Regions from separate parts of the Rattus norvegicus genome. Here region 2 is linked to region 1. A link is a contact called in public Hi-C data. All regions are on one chromosome and are shown on one strand. Each heading gives the region's core, a stretch centred on a gene start, on an enhancer-like site or on the middle of the called end of the contact. The rest is flanking DNA. Distances are from core to core; before and after follow the strand shown. Region 1 holds the start of Reps1 (RALBP1 associated Eps domain containing 1). Region 2 overlaps Ect2l (epithelial cell transforming 2 like).

Region 1 (6,462 bases), core at 2,614-5,113:
TGCAGCGGCTTAACTGCGGATGCCCTTACCATGGAATCCTGTCACCAGCCCTACGACCCCATGCTTTGTGTGTTACTGCCCAGTTCCTCACCATTTCCTATCTTTGATATAAAATTAGCCCCAAGATAACAACCTCTGTTCTAGCACTGACAAAAGCTTCCTAGAGTACTTTCTATATGAACCCTTTCTTTCAAATACCCTTCACAGTTAGTTCAAAGCTGCCCGTCCAGTCGTGGTCATCTGGATTCAATTAGGAGTTGCCCCACAAGGCATTTCACACAGTAACAACTAAGGACCCCAGCTGCTCTTCAGAAAGACACTACCCTTATTTTCCATTCCAGTGCTGTCACTCTGGTTTGGGCACCCATTACCCAGCACCCATGCCAGACCTTTGTAAGAGCCTCCTTCCCTATCCTTTACTCTCTCTACCACTCAAAGCCAAAAATTTCCAATGCTTCTGCACTGCCTACTGAAATATGTATGAAATCTCCTGCCTGCAGTCTTTAGTAATAGGAACTCTTCCTAACTCTGTTTCATTATTTCCAAACATATTTCAGCTTAGGTAAAACCTTATCATCTACTAGTCCTTGAAAAGGCTTGGAGGAGGTCCACTTTGGTCATATTTCTCCCCTGCCTAGAAGCCCAACTTTCTTCCCCATCCCAACTTAGAAAGAAGTCCATCTGAATCTGTCCTGTTTTTATTTCCTTTGTGCTTGTGAACCCAATGTGCTTCCTCCAGGTACCCTTTTCTTTACACCTGAATGGTCCTGTAATTTACAAAGCCCTCAGAGCACCTTGTGCTTCTGTTAATTTCCCCCAATATCTAGCTTGAGAAAGGGAACAGAACTGTATGTTATGTTTGAGTTACCCCAAATGCTTCTCACTGAAAGCCATGGACTGCTGTTTTCAGAAAACCTCAAACTCCCATAAGAGAAACTAAATCCGCATCCCCCTTCTGTCTCACATTTCCATGTCTTAGGCCAAATTTTAAGTAAACTGCCTTCGAGATTGCAGACTGCTATGCAGTACAGGTTGGCAGTCCTTTATCAGCGATGCTTGAAAACGAAGTGTTTTGAGTTTCAACTCTCCCCTCCAGATTTCGGAATGTTTGTGTATGCACAATGAGATACCTTGGGGGTGGGATCCAAGTTTAAAGAGATCTCTTTATGTCTCATATACACGGTGGTCCCACAGTTTGAGAGTAAATTAAAAAAAAACGATAATTATGAATACAAGAAAGTTTCATGATGTGGAATTTTCCACTTGTGCTATTTTGGCCCACAAAGTTTTAAGTTTAGGAGTATTACAGATGCCCTGATCAGGGACACTCAACCTGAACATAGTACTGTGAAAGTCTGGCTCCAGAGATTCCTACGGTTCCCAATGTGCGATTGAATCCCAAATATTTAAGCTACTTAAGCTCTCCACGCACAAAACAATAGAAAGTTATTTTCAAATACCCATACGATTGAGTAAAATATGAAAATAAGTTGGATCTATTGAACATACCTCAGCTGGAGGCTAATCAATGCTAACTTCTATGCCCTGAACGACAATATATTTAAACAACCTAAAAGTCTTGTACACCATGAGAACGACAAAAAGTCATTCTGTCAACTCTGAGCCCCAAAGACATAAGCTAAGATAGAATATGGGAGGCTTCTCCTTGATTTTAAGTCCTTTATATGTCTTATTTCCATAATAAATGGGCATGTTTTGACCAGAACCTGTAGGTTTTGTACCAAATCCATTAAGACACTAGCTCTACAGGACCACCAGCAAACTACAGGCAGTTGTGTGAACCTAAGCTAAAACTGGTTTCAGCATTGTAAGAGAGCCATAAAAAACAAAAACAGTGAATCCTCGCAGAATGTTAATAGCGGCAAAAGCCTAAAATAGTCACTATGTTGCCCTTTTCAGCAGCACAGATCTAGACTTACTTATCCTAAAACACTTACCTTTCCCCACCACACCCCAGGCTTAAAAAAAAAAAAAAAAGACAACATAAAACAGAGAGAAAGAACTCATTCCCTAAACCACAGTAGGCACTAGGGTATCGTCTATATCCGAAGTATTTGTAGAAATTTTTATATCTATTAGAGTTTTTGTTCTAAGCAAACTGACTTTCACTCTAAAATGGGCCTACAAGAACTCAAGGCTGGGGAGACGGGAGTGCTGGCCCAGAGTCACATTCTATTTGATAGGAGACCACAGTAAAAGCCCGGAGAGACTCCTAGCCCAGCCCACACCTGTAATCCCAGCACTTGAGCAGTTGAGGGAGCAAAAGGACCCTGAAGTTCAGGGCAAGTCTGGGATATAAAGCAAGAAACCGTCTCAAAACAAAGTAAAACAAAACCTCTGCCCCAATATTCTGCTTCCCCTACATTTTATCCACTTCCATCTCCATGTGTTTGGAGATTCGGATAACTGATTTGGGATCAATATTAGGATGAAAACTTAAAACGGTTCCTTCCTCCCATGCCGTTTAAAAAGGCTCTTACTAGCAGCTATGAATCATGAGGCAGTAGCGTTAATGCTCATCACAAATATTAGCACTTCTACGAAGTCTCCTGTAAAAACAGACGACAAAGAAGGTTTACACTAACCGTGCTTGCTGCTACAGGGCAGAGCTACAGACCGAGGAGAATATCCACCTTCTGATTCCAGCTGTTCCAGTAGATCCCAAACCCAATGAACCAGCTCCACCAACTACACTCGGAAAGCCCACTAGAAGATACTGTCCACGGTACATCGGCCACCCATCCTACGAACAAGTTCTTTTCACATCTATCTACACGCCAAGTACTAGCCAGAAGTTCAAATTTTCTTAGTCGCAACCCCCCCCCCAAAAAAACACAGCTTCCTAAAAGAAAAAAGAAAAAACCCAAAAAAACCAACCTGCTTCTTGGATACCTTAACAAAACTCACTTCATCGAGTCTGCTCGGCTCACTCCAATTCATATGGCATTTTGCCTGCCTATACTCGTAACTTTCCTATTGTGCGGGAGCCGAAGAGCTTCTGTGAATGTGGAACACACACAGCAGAAGCTAGGATCCGCACACAAGCCGAGAGCCTCCCGGGGAAGTTGCTCTTCCCGTGCACAGGCTGGCCGAGGGATGCAGGCTGAGGCTCCGCAGACCCCCGCCCCCACCCCGGCAAGCGACCCCTCCCCCTCCGGGAGTCCCCGCGCACCCGCACCTGCGGCCTCTGCCCGCCGCACGGGAGCCCCCCGGGTGGAACCTGCCCTCCTGGAAACGTCGCCCACTCCCGCTCCCGCTGCCCGAGGCCCGCGCGGCCGGGGACGCGGCGGTACCTGGAGGACCACGTCGTTGGGCAGCTGCGCGGCCCGGAACAGCTCGAGCACTCGCCCGTTGACCACCACCTTCTTGGTGCTCTCGATGTCGCAGTAGGAGAAGAGATCCGAGTAGTATTTCTGCTCGGCGTCGCTCAGCGTCAAGCCTTCCATCTTCGCCTCGGCCCCGCGGCCGCCCCGCCCCGCATGCACCACCCGGGCGCCGGCCCCGCGACCCGGGGCGGCCGGCGGGGGACTGCGTGCAGCACGGCCTCCCCGCGGGGCCGCGAGCTCGTGTGGCCCGGGGCAGCCGGCGGCGGCGGCGCGCGGCCGCAAAGCTCGGCGTGGGGAAGGAGGCGGCGGCTCGGGGCTCGGCCGCGTCCCTCGGGCTTCCCGCCTCGGCTTCCCCTTCCGCCCACGCACCCCCCTCCGAGAAGTTGTGGGGCTTCGGAAGTCTAAAGTTTCGGGGGCTCGGGGCTGCGCGTGGCCGCCGCTCCGCCTCCTTCAGCCGCCATTGACTGCGCCCCGGCCCGGCACTGACAGCGGCGGCCGCGCTCCAGACCCGGATGTGAGGCCGGGAGGAGAGAGCGCGAGAGGGAGAGGGAGAGAGAGGGAGAGAGAGAGAGAGAGAGAGAGAGAGAGAAACACCCACCGGGCTGGCTTGGCCGCTCCCGGGAGAGCGGGCCGCAGCGCCCCCTGCTGGCCGGAGCCCCGCGGCGCGACCAGTGGCCCTGGGCGCCCTCCGCCAGGACCCTAGGCGAGGGGCACCTGAGGACCAGTCCGCCAGCGATCGGATGCGGAGGGTTCAGGTCGGGCTGCGGGCTCGAGTGTGGCAGCTTCTGGCATGCAGCAGTTCCTACCCGTTTGCACTTACCGAGGAGGAGTGCATCATTTTACACTGTCCACTGGAGCTGGGAAGCTTGCTCAGGTGTGGACGCTTAAACCGAGGCTGAATTCCCACTCCTAAGCCCGGTCTTCTATAAAACCCAAGTTTGCAAAATGGAAAGAAAAAAATAAACGGTCAGAGGTTTTTTTGTTTTTGTCACCGGAAACCGAATATTGTCGATTTATGCCATCCACTCTATAAACCTATGTAGGCCTTCAGCCAACTCCAGGGCCTCCTGTGGCTCATGATCCTTTCCTCCGTGGGGGGAAAAATGCGCTGTCTTAATCTGCACCTGTCTCAGGAGTTCATACACCCTTAATGAGTCTTTAATCTTTTTTAAACTATTTCTTTTCTGAAACCCTATGAAGTCAGGCTGGACTTGAACTCTTGATCCCTCTGCCTTTGCTTTCCTGGTGATGGGATACTATCACCAGCCAGCCAGCTATCTTGTCAGCATTAAATACGAAGTATTTCAGATATGGGAGCCAAGGGAGATTACACAGAAGACTCGTCAAGTTTGGTTACATCTAGCCCATTAAGAGGACATCATTATGAGACTGAGCCGACATAGAGGGCTGGGTTTGTAGCTCATTTCTTAGAGCGCTTGCGTGCACAAGACCCTGGATTCTATTCCCAGTACCCCCTATACCACGCGTGGTGGTGCTTACCTGTAATCCCAGCATTTGGAAGGTAGAGGACAGGAGGATCAGAGTTCAAGGTCATGTTCAGCTGCATAGAACACTGAAGGCCAACTTAGACCATGTGGGAGAAATCCTATCTCAAACAGCCCAGGAAACAGAAGGGAGGACTCTGGCACCAAAAGCACCACTCTGCCGTGCTTTGTTCGAAGGCTGAGTCTAAATGAGCAGGGAAGCCCTTCATCTAAGTCTTTAGAGATGCCACTTTGTGTCGACATTTTCAGATTACTCTACTTCATATAACTCATTTTCACAATTTCAGATTTTGTGTGTGTATGTGTGTGTATGTGTGTCAGTGTGTCAGTATGTGTGTATGTGTGTTCAGTGTGTGTATGTGTATGTGTGTGCATGTGTGTATGTGTCAGTGTGTATATGTGTGAGTGTGTATGTGTGTGAATGTGTGTGTATGTGTATGTGTGTGAATGTGTGTGTATGTGTGTGAGTGTGTATGTGTGTATGTGTGTGAGTGTGTATGTGTGTGTATGTGTGTGAGTGTGTATGTGTGTATGTGTGTGAGTGTGTATGTGTGTATGTGTGTGAGTGTGTATGTGTGTGAATGTGTGTGTCAGTGTGTGTACGTGTGTATGCCTGTGTGTATGTGTGTGTATGTGTGTGCATGTGTATGTGTGTATGTCAGTGTGTTTGTGTGTCAGTGTGTGTAATGTGTGTATGTGTGTGAGTGTGTATGTGTGTATGTCAGTGTGTGTATGTGTGTGAGTGTGTGTGTGTCAGTGTGTGTATGTGTTTGAGTGTGTGTGTCAGTGTGTGTATGTGTGTGAGTGTGTGTATGTATGTGTGTGTATGTGTGTGTGTCAGTTTGTGTGTCGTGTGTGTGTGTGTGTGTGTGTGTGTGTGTGTGTGTGTGTGTATTTTTTAAAAGATAGGTTCAACCAGGTGGGAATTGATTCCTGTTGTCACCAGTCCCTTTTTCCCTGACACCTTCCCGTGGCCTAGCTAGCAGCTCTTTCTTGCCCCAGGCCTTTGTTCCTGTCTGAATTCTCACACAGACACTTCTACGGTTTATTCTCCTGTTCCAAGGTCACTGTCTTAGAGAACAGTTCCCCTGACACCTGATCTCCAGCTGTTGCACTGTGTTTGATCCTCTTAATCTGAATTCTTTTTCTTCATTGCATATCTACTTTCTATATATATTCATAACTAGTAATTACTGAGTGTTATTGTGGCCCAGGAATTTTTCTAAATTTTTATGCTAATTACCACATTGAGGACAACAACCCCATGAAATAGGCTTTTCAAGTATTTTCCTTTTTTGAAAAATTGGGACACTGAGACAAAAAAAAATGGTTTTAGCAACTTGTAAGTCACATGATACCAAATATCTAGATATAGGATCCTAAACCTACTCAACTCTGAAACCAGTACCCTCTCTTAAGTCCCCTGAGCCACTAGCTCTGTATTCAGTAGGAAGTGTTTCTTGCTTACCACACTTCCAAGGCCTGTCCATGTACAGGTATGCCTCAATCATGAGTGATCAAATGAATTCAGTGTTGATGGACCGAGCAGCCCGGACTCTAACTTCCTACTCTCACATCCTTAACTTTAGCAAACTCCAGCTCTCTGTGCC
Region 2 (6,462 bases), core at 1,480-3,979, 140 kb before region 1:
GCTAGGAGTAAAGAAAACCAAATCTATACTAAATGGTCCTACTTCCAAGAGACAGGAGCAGGGCCTGAAGACTGGATGAACTCTTAGAACTCTTGCTCTAGGCCACACTAATGTGGGTGAGAACAGGAGACATGGATCCCATTACCGCCCTTTGTTTTCCGGAGGCTCCCCTGAGCTCCCCTGTAATTACACAGCCCCTGGGTTTTCCCACTGGCCCACCCAACAAGTCCTGGCTTGCCTGTATTGCTAGATAAAAGCGCTTTAAACTGTAAGGAAAAACCCTACAGCCTCCGTGAAAGTACGCGTAAGCCACCATGAATAATGTAAATATTAGCTCTGAGATTGTTCTTTGACCTGTTGCTTAGCAACTGAGAACATAGTGGACAGGGAAAATCTCATTTTCCTCTCTTCCAGCTCTTTCAAGAAAGAGTTACTCTCATAAGTCACTGGTTTGACCTCTGGACCAACAAGCAACGGCAGGAATTCTTATTCATGATCCTTTCACGAAGCTCGAAGTCACAATTAAGGTAAAAATAGCATAATGGTGTAATTATTGATTCCCAATGACACCAAACTATGGTAACCTGTTATATAACCCTTAAGGAGTTTTCTCTTTTCCCTGAGAAAATGGAGGCGATTGTTATTTTAAGGCTTATGAATAGATTCTCCTGGTGCCTGCTTCCTCATCCAGGCTGAAACAGAGCTTTGGAGGCTCAACAACTTCCTACCACGGGGAGGCTGTTTCATTTCTGCAAACACTTGTCAGCGGCTTGGTCTATTCTCTTGCTCTGCTAGGTTCTCTTTGGAGCCATCAGGTGGACAATCTATGCCAGATGAATGTCTGGTACATAGGTAGACATTTTATAAATGATTACTAAGTACTGGATGGAACCGAAAAAGACATAAGAAAGGACAATGCTAGTGGCCTTTAGGGTTATGACAAGACACATAGCGTCCCACAGGTTTTGACCTTCTCCTATTCTTCCATTGCCCTTTGGCGTAGACAGTGTGACATTTGTTAGTTGAAATCACAGCCAGGGCAGCTAATGTTCTGATCAGGAATTACTACTCTAGAGATGATTAGTTTTCTCTGATTGGCAAGTCGCAATACTTCAGCTGCTCCCAGATACTTTCCAGTGAGCAGAGCAAACGTCAGACTCAGGAGACAATCAGAGCAGCCGGTAGCTTATCAAACAGCCAGCTAAGTGCTATCAGTGGACTCTCGTGAGTGAAACTGGAGCTATTCAAGATGTGTGTGCAACCAGAATATTCTAGAAAGCCCCTCGGTGTGCCTGAACCTGACTGAAGAACCTGGGTGGGCAGTAGCAGCTTCTATAAGAATGGTTTTGCCAGATTCATCTCCAGAAACGTTACCTTGAGTCCGTCTGGGACAATCACTGTGTCTTCAGCCAACAATCATAACGGAGCGGCATATTTCCTTTGTACATAGTCTGACGTTCTTTATCCAGTAGACAGAGAACTGGAACTCTGTCGCACCGGCAGAGGGGACTCTAGGAAGCGGCTTATTTCCTCTTGTTTGTTTAGTGAAACTCTGGGTATGTCCCACAGCCAACTGGGGATAGTTGCTTTCACTGTGAGCTCAAGGAGAGGCTGACCTTCAATTTCTTATACAAGGTTCATAAACCATCAAGAGTGGCTCTTACTTCAAAAATTGCCTTCTACTGTTCCTCCCACCTACTCCTGCCCGCCATGGCAAGATGAGTTTTGTTCTGTTTTGTTTCTCTTCTATACTGGCCTCTCACTCCCACCTCTGTGGGTTCGCAGTAGATTGTCCACTGAGGCTTCCTGGTGGGGTACCCTGGAAAAGAAAACATCTCTCTGACTGGGTTGAATGAATTGTGAAGATACTTTTTAATTTAATTTATTTTTTCCTTATTCACTTTACATCCTGCTCATTGTCCTCTTCCTGGTCACCCCCTCCTACAATCCTACCCCCACACCCCTTCCCCTTCTCCTCTGAGCGGATGCTCCCCCTGCCCCCCGACACACACTTCAAGTCTCTGTGAGGCTAGGTGCTTCCTCTCCCACTGAGGCCAGACAAGGCAGCCCAGCTAGAAGAACACATCCCACATACAGGTAACAGCTTTTGGGATAGCCTCCCTACCCTCCATTTATTCAGGACCTACATGAAGACCAAGCTGCACATCTGCTACATATGTGTGGGGTGGCCTAGGTTCCGCCCATGAATGTTCTTTGGTTGGTGGTTCAGACTCTAAGAGCCCCAAGGGTCCAGGTTAGTTGACTCTGTTCATATTCCTGTGGAGTTCCTATCCCCTTTGGGGCCTGACATTGTGAAGATTCTTTTTTTTAAAAAGAATATTTATTTTCTTATTCTTACATGTGTGTGTCTGTGGAGGGGGTGTCTGTGGAGGCCTGAAGAGGATGTCTGATCCCGGGAGATGAAGCTTTAGGTGTTGGTAAACTGCTGTGCAGTGCAGGTGCTGGGAACTGAACTCAGAGCTTCTGGAAGAGCTGTATGTGCTCTAAACATCAAACATCTCCACAGCCCAGCAGAGACTGTTTAGTGAGTGTCTGAAGAGCAAGAGGAGGCACATTTCACCGTAGTCACTTCCTAGGATTCCTTTCCAGCTTTCTAGAAAAATTAATAAATAGCAGACCAAACCTCATATCCATGATCACATTGTGGAGTGCATTCTAGTCTCGGGCTCCATAAACCAAGCAGTTTCAGTTGTTACCACTGGAGGTCATTAGAGATCTTGTGGTATGTTTGAGGCGGCTTAAGGTAGACCTGGTTTTGTCACTAGAAATTGTACCCTTTGGCACCCGAATTCTTCTTTCTGTGAAATGAGAATGTGGAACCAACCTGTTGTGTAGCTTTTCCTCGCTCCCTTTGACAGCAGCTGCGCTCTCACAGGGAGATCAGTGAGGGAGTGAGTCACAGTTCGCGCAGCTGTTAACGTGCTCTGGGCTGCTGACTTCACAGGAAGCTAGCTGTGTGCGAGCTCCTGGTTTCCAGATTTGACCTTCTGAGGTCATCTTTAATTTGTAGAGATTGTCATCGAACACAATCTGCCCACTCCCGCTCTTCCCCATCTCAGGCTTGCAGACATGGGTGACTTTTACCTGGCCCTCAACTGTTTCCAGAGGTTCGCTCTGGGCTAGTAGTCTTGATTCAATTCGAGCTGTGTTCAATTTTAGTTAGATGTAGAAGCTCGACTAGGTTTTTTTTTTTTTTTTTTTTTTGAACAGCTAATACAATTAGTCAGCTTCCCTTAAAATATCCTTGTCGAGATATAATTCGTGTACAATGACAGTAGCTGAGGGACTCAAGTGAACGGTTTTAGAGTATTCGCAGAATTTTGCGGTCATCACATAGGCTAACACATTCCACCATTCCCAGAGTGCCCTCCTAGTCGATGAGAGCCACGCCCTTACCGCCTGTCCTTCCAGATGTGTCCAAACACAAGTCTACTTCCTGTCTCTCTAAATTTACCCTCCTCTGGACTCCATATATAATAGAGCCAAGTAACAGCTGGTTTTTTTTATAACTTTTTTCATGTATTAACTTGTCAAGGTTTATCCATTTTATAGCACGCTTTAACACTTCTTGTTAAAAAGTATTCCATTGTGTGGACTTGTAATATTTCAAACCGTCACCCGTAAACATTTGATTTGTTTCCTCCCTGGGCTGTTGCATATCATGCTGCTCTGAACATCTGTATCCAAATGTCTCTAAAGGGGAACTTTTATTTCCCTAATTTTGTCTTTCTTTAATTTTCCGTTTTAGACCAGTTTCTAGGGTTCATGTGTTCATCAAAGTTATTTATTTAGTGTATGTGGTGGATGGCGGTTAGGAACACGCTAAGTGTGGAAGTTGGACAATAACTTGTGGGAATTGGGGTCTTACCGCATCGAGTGGGTCCGAGCGACTGAGGTCAGCAAATGCCTGTACCTGTGGCCATTGCTCTGGCCTTTTATTCTTCTTAGGAACTCATAGCAGAGAGCTTCGTAGTAGAATACTGGCCTCAAACGTCAAGGGCGTGACTCAATCCTCACTATGGGAGGAATGAAAGCCACGGAGTGTATATAGTTAGGAGTGGAGTGAATGACTGTAACAGAACAGAACTACCAAACCTTATTTATTTATTCAGTGTTTCTTTTGAATCTTCTTACACCATAATCTCCCCCCCAAATGTAAACATAATAAATAAGAAAAATAGACATCACGTAGCTGCTCGAACTCTTGGGTGAACTCTACTGTATGGGGACTTTTTCTCATGGCAGAGGCTATTGGTTTTGTTTGTTTGTTTTCCAATCTATTTCTTTTGTTGAGAAAAATCTTTTTCATATGATATATTCTGGTCACAATTTTCCCCAGCAAGTTCCCTTGTCCTCCCACCCCCCAACTGCACTCCCATTCTTTCTCTTATTCTAATGACTTTGTTTTGGTCCCCCCCCTCCCCCCCCCCCCCCAGAGCTGGGGACCGAACCCAGGGCCTTGCGCTTCCTAGGTAAGCGCTCTACCACTGAGCTAAATCCCCAGCCCCTCTAATGACTTGTTTTATAATTTCCGGATAACTTTGTTTTAATTCACATAGCCCCTAATACTCCACGCTGTTAATTTTTAGAATGATTTTAAGTGGAACTTTATAACAACTAAGATTATTGATTGACTGACTGATCGATTGATTGATTTATTTTACTGATTTAGCTTCTCCAACCATCCCTCTGGCCAGTGTTTTTTACCAGGAAGTGTTTTTACCCCTCCATTATGCAGTTTCTCCAGGACTCATGTGTTAGCAGGTCACATGGTTCCTGCTGGTGTCTGTCTCCCCCCAACCCCCAACCCCACCCGGCCTTGACTACATTGACCTTTGAAGGCCACTGGGCTGTTTGTATCTGTCACACTTGGAGCCGCCTCTGAGGGCTGTGAGTTGCTCTCCTTGCTGCACTGGTGGGACCGGTTTTAAGTTGCCTCTGCACAGCTGCACCGCCTTCCTACAAAGGCCTTTCCTGCCAGAACTGGAGAAGTTTAAACTTGTAGCCTTCTTGGGTGGGTGTGGCGGCATTCATGCAACTGCGGTTTCAAGAGGTGGGGGAGGGGAGGGACTGACGAAAGAAGGAAGGTCATGGGAGTCTTGTCATTTGTCTCTTCCAGAGCAGAATGGACTTAGGAGTGGGCAGGAAAACGTGTGCATCCCTGTATACTTAAGAGTAAAGACCCATCCCCACTCTAAGACTCTCCTTTGAGTAAATGCGGCAGAGGGCTCGAGGGATCAGGGGAGGAAATCTCACTTGGTGTAGTCTGTTGAGAAATTGTGTATGAAGTTTTTCAGAGACAACGTTAACTTCCAGCTTAAGTTAGCGCCCAGCGCAGCCGCATAACCTTGAGTTCGGGAGACTCATTCTAAAGGAGAGCGTTTGCACTTGGCAATGGGAAGTTGTTTTAAGGAGAAAGCATCAGCCAGTGATAGTGTTACACCAAAGCAGGATGAGACAGACTCTTTAGGACCTTGGCGGCGCCATCACTGCTGTGGGCTTTGCTGCCAGGGAAGGATGAGACTTGAACTGAAGACAACACAGGCAAGGTAAAAATTCTAGCCAAGGTGCAGAGCAGAGTGGATGGAAAATCACCCCGAGGAAACTCAGGGGCGAGGGGATTCTGTCTAAACCAAGCTAGCAGGCTCCTGCTGGACTCAGGCCAGGGGATCAGACGTCCTCTGAGGCACTGAAGGATCAGGAAGCCGATCGGATTTCCAGGGTGATCAGGTATCAAGGGTTGGGGTTTGTTCTGAAATGACTTAGCAATGTTCTTTGCTAAGACTAGATTTTTACAAAGGAGTTCAGATGGACGAAGGAGAAGTCTTTGGAGCCTGAGAAGGCAGAACTTTCTCAGAAAGGAGCGGGAAATACTCAGAGACAAGCTGTACCTCTGTACTTCAAACTACCATATATGGACAGACAGAGAGTCTGGAAGTTTGGGTCATTTTGTCTCTTCTATCTCCAAAACCCATATTCTGAGCATTCTCCAACCTTCTACACAGTTAGAGCAATCATATAAAATATTGTCATTCATTGCCGAGATGTTTTGTAGGGATTGATGAAGCTAATAAAGAAAACACAAGTTTATTTATTTATATTTTATTTTATGTGTATGACTATGTCTGCCTGCATATATGTTTGTGTACTACGAGTGTGTGGTACCTTCAGAGGTCCAAAGAGGGTATTGAATCTTCCGAGACTGGAGTTACAGACAGTTGTGAGTCACCATGGAGGTGCCGGGAATGGAACCTGGCCCTTTGCAAAAGCACCCAGAGCTCTCACTGAGCCATCTCTCCAGTCCCCTCCCCACCAAAAATGCTCAAGTTTAAAAGCAAAGGAGAAACCGAAACTCTGGAAGCTGACACGTTGCGGGGAGGAGTGGACTTGTTAAACAAGTCTTGCACATAAGTTCTTAGTTCCTATGTTCTGTGGTGCGAG

Evidence for each region. A called contact is a pair of places that touch in the nucleus more often than the background predicts.
Region 2: a contact with region 1 is called in a Hi-C map of liver, with 10 times the contacts expected there. The contact joins the enhancer-like site here to the promoter of Reps1 in region 1. A contact is called at or near these places in 11 of 12 Hi-C or Micro-C datasets (the A7r5 cell line, Schwann cells, frontal cortex and 6 more) and 1 of 1 datasets of contacts at active chromatin or transcription factors (oligodendrocytes).

Annotation. Positions count from the first base shown.
Region 1 is chr1:14,514,990-14,521,451 of GRCr8, reverse strand. Reps1 (RALBP1 associated Eps domain containing 1) reads right to left here and starts at 3,863. Exons shown (of 20, transcript NM_001415798.1): 1 at 3,315-3,863. The coding sequence starts at 3,467.
Region 2 is chr1:14,657,153-14,663,614 of GRCr8, reverse strand. Ect2l (epithelial cell transforming 2 like) reads left to right here. Exons shown (of 21, transcript XR_010058839.1): 2 at 415-527. Among named protein-coding and RNA genes, the nearest start is that of Ect2l, 17 kb to the left of the region's middle. Within about 2 kb of position 2,729, at least 11 of the 93 cell types and tissues checked have an H3K27ac peak or open chromatin away from gene starts, as enhancers often do. A contact at or near this core is called in the A7r5 cell line and liver, where this site is marked.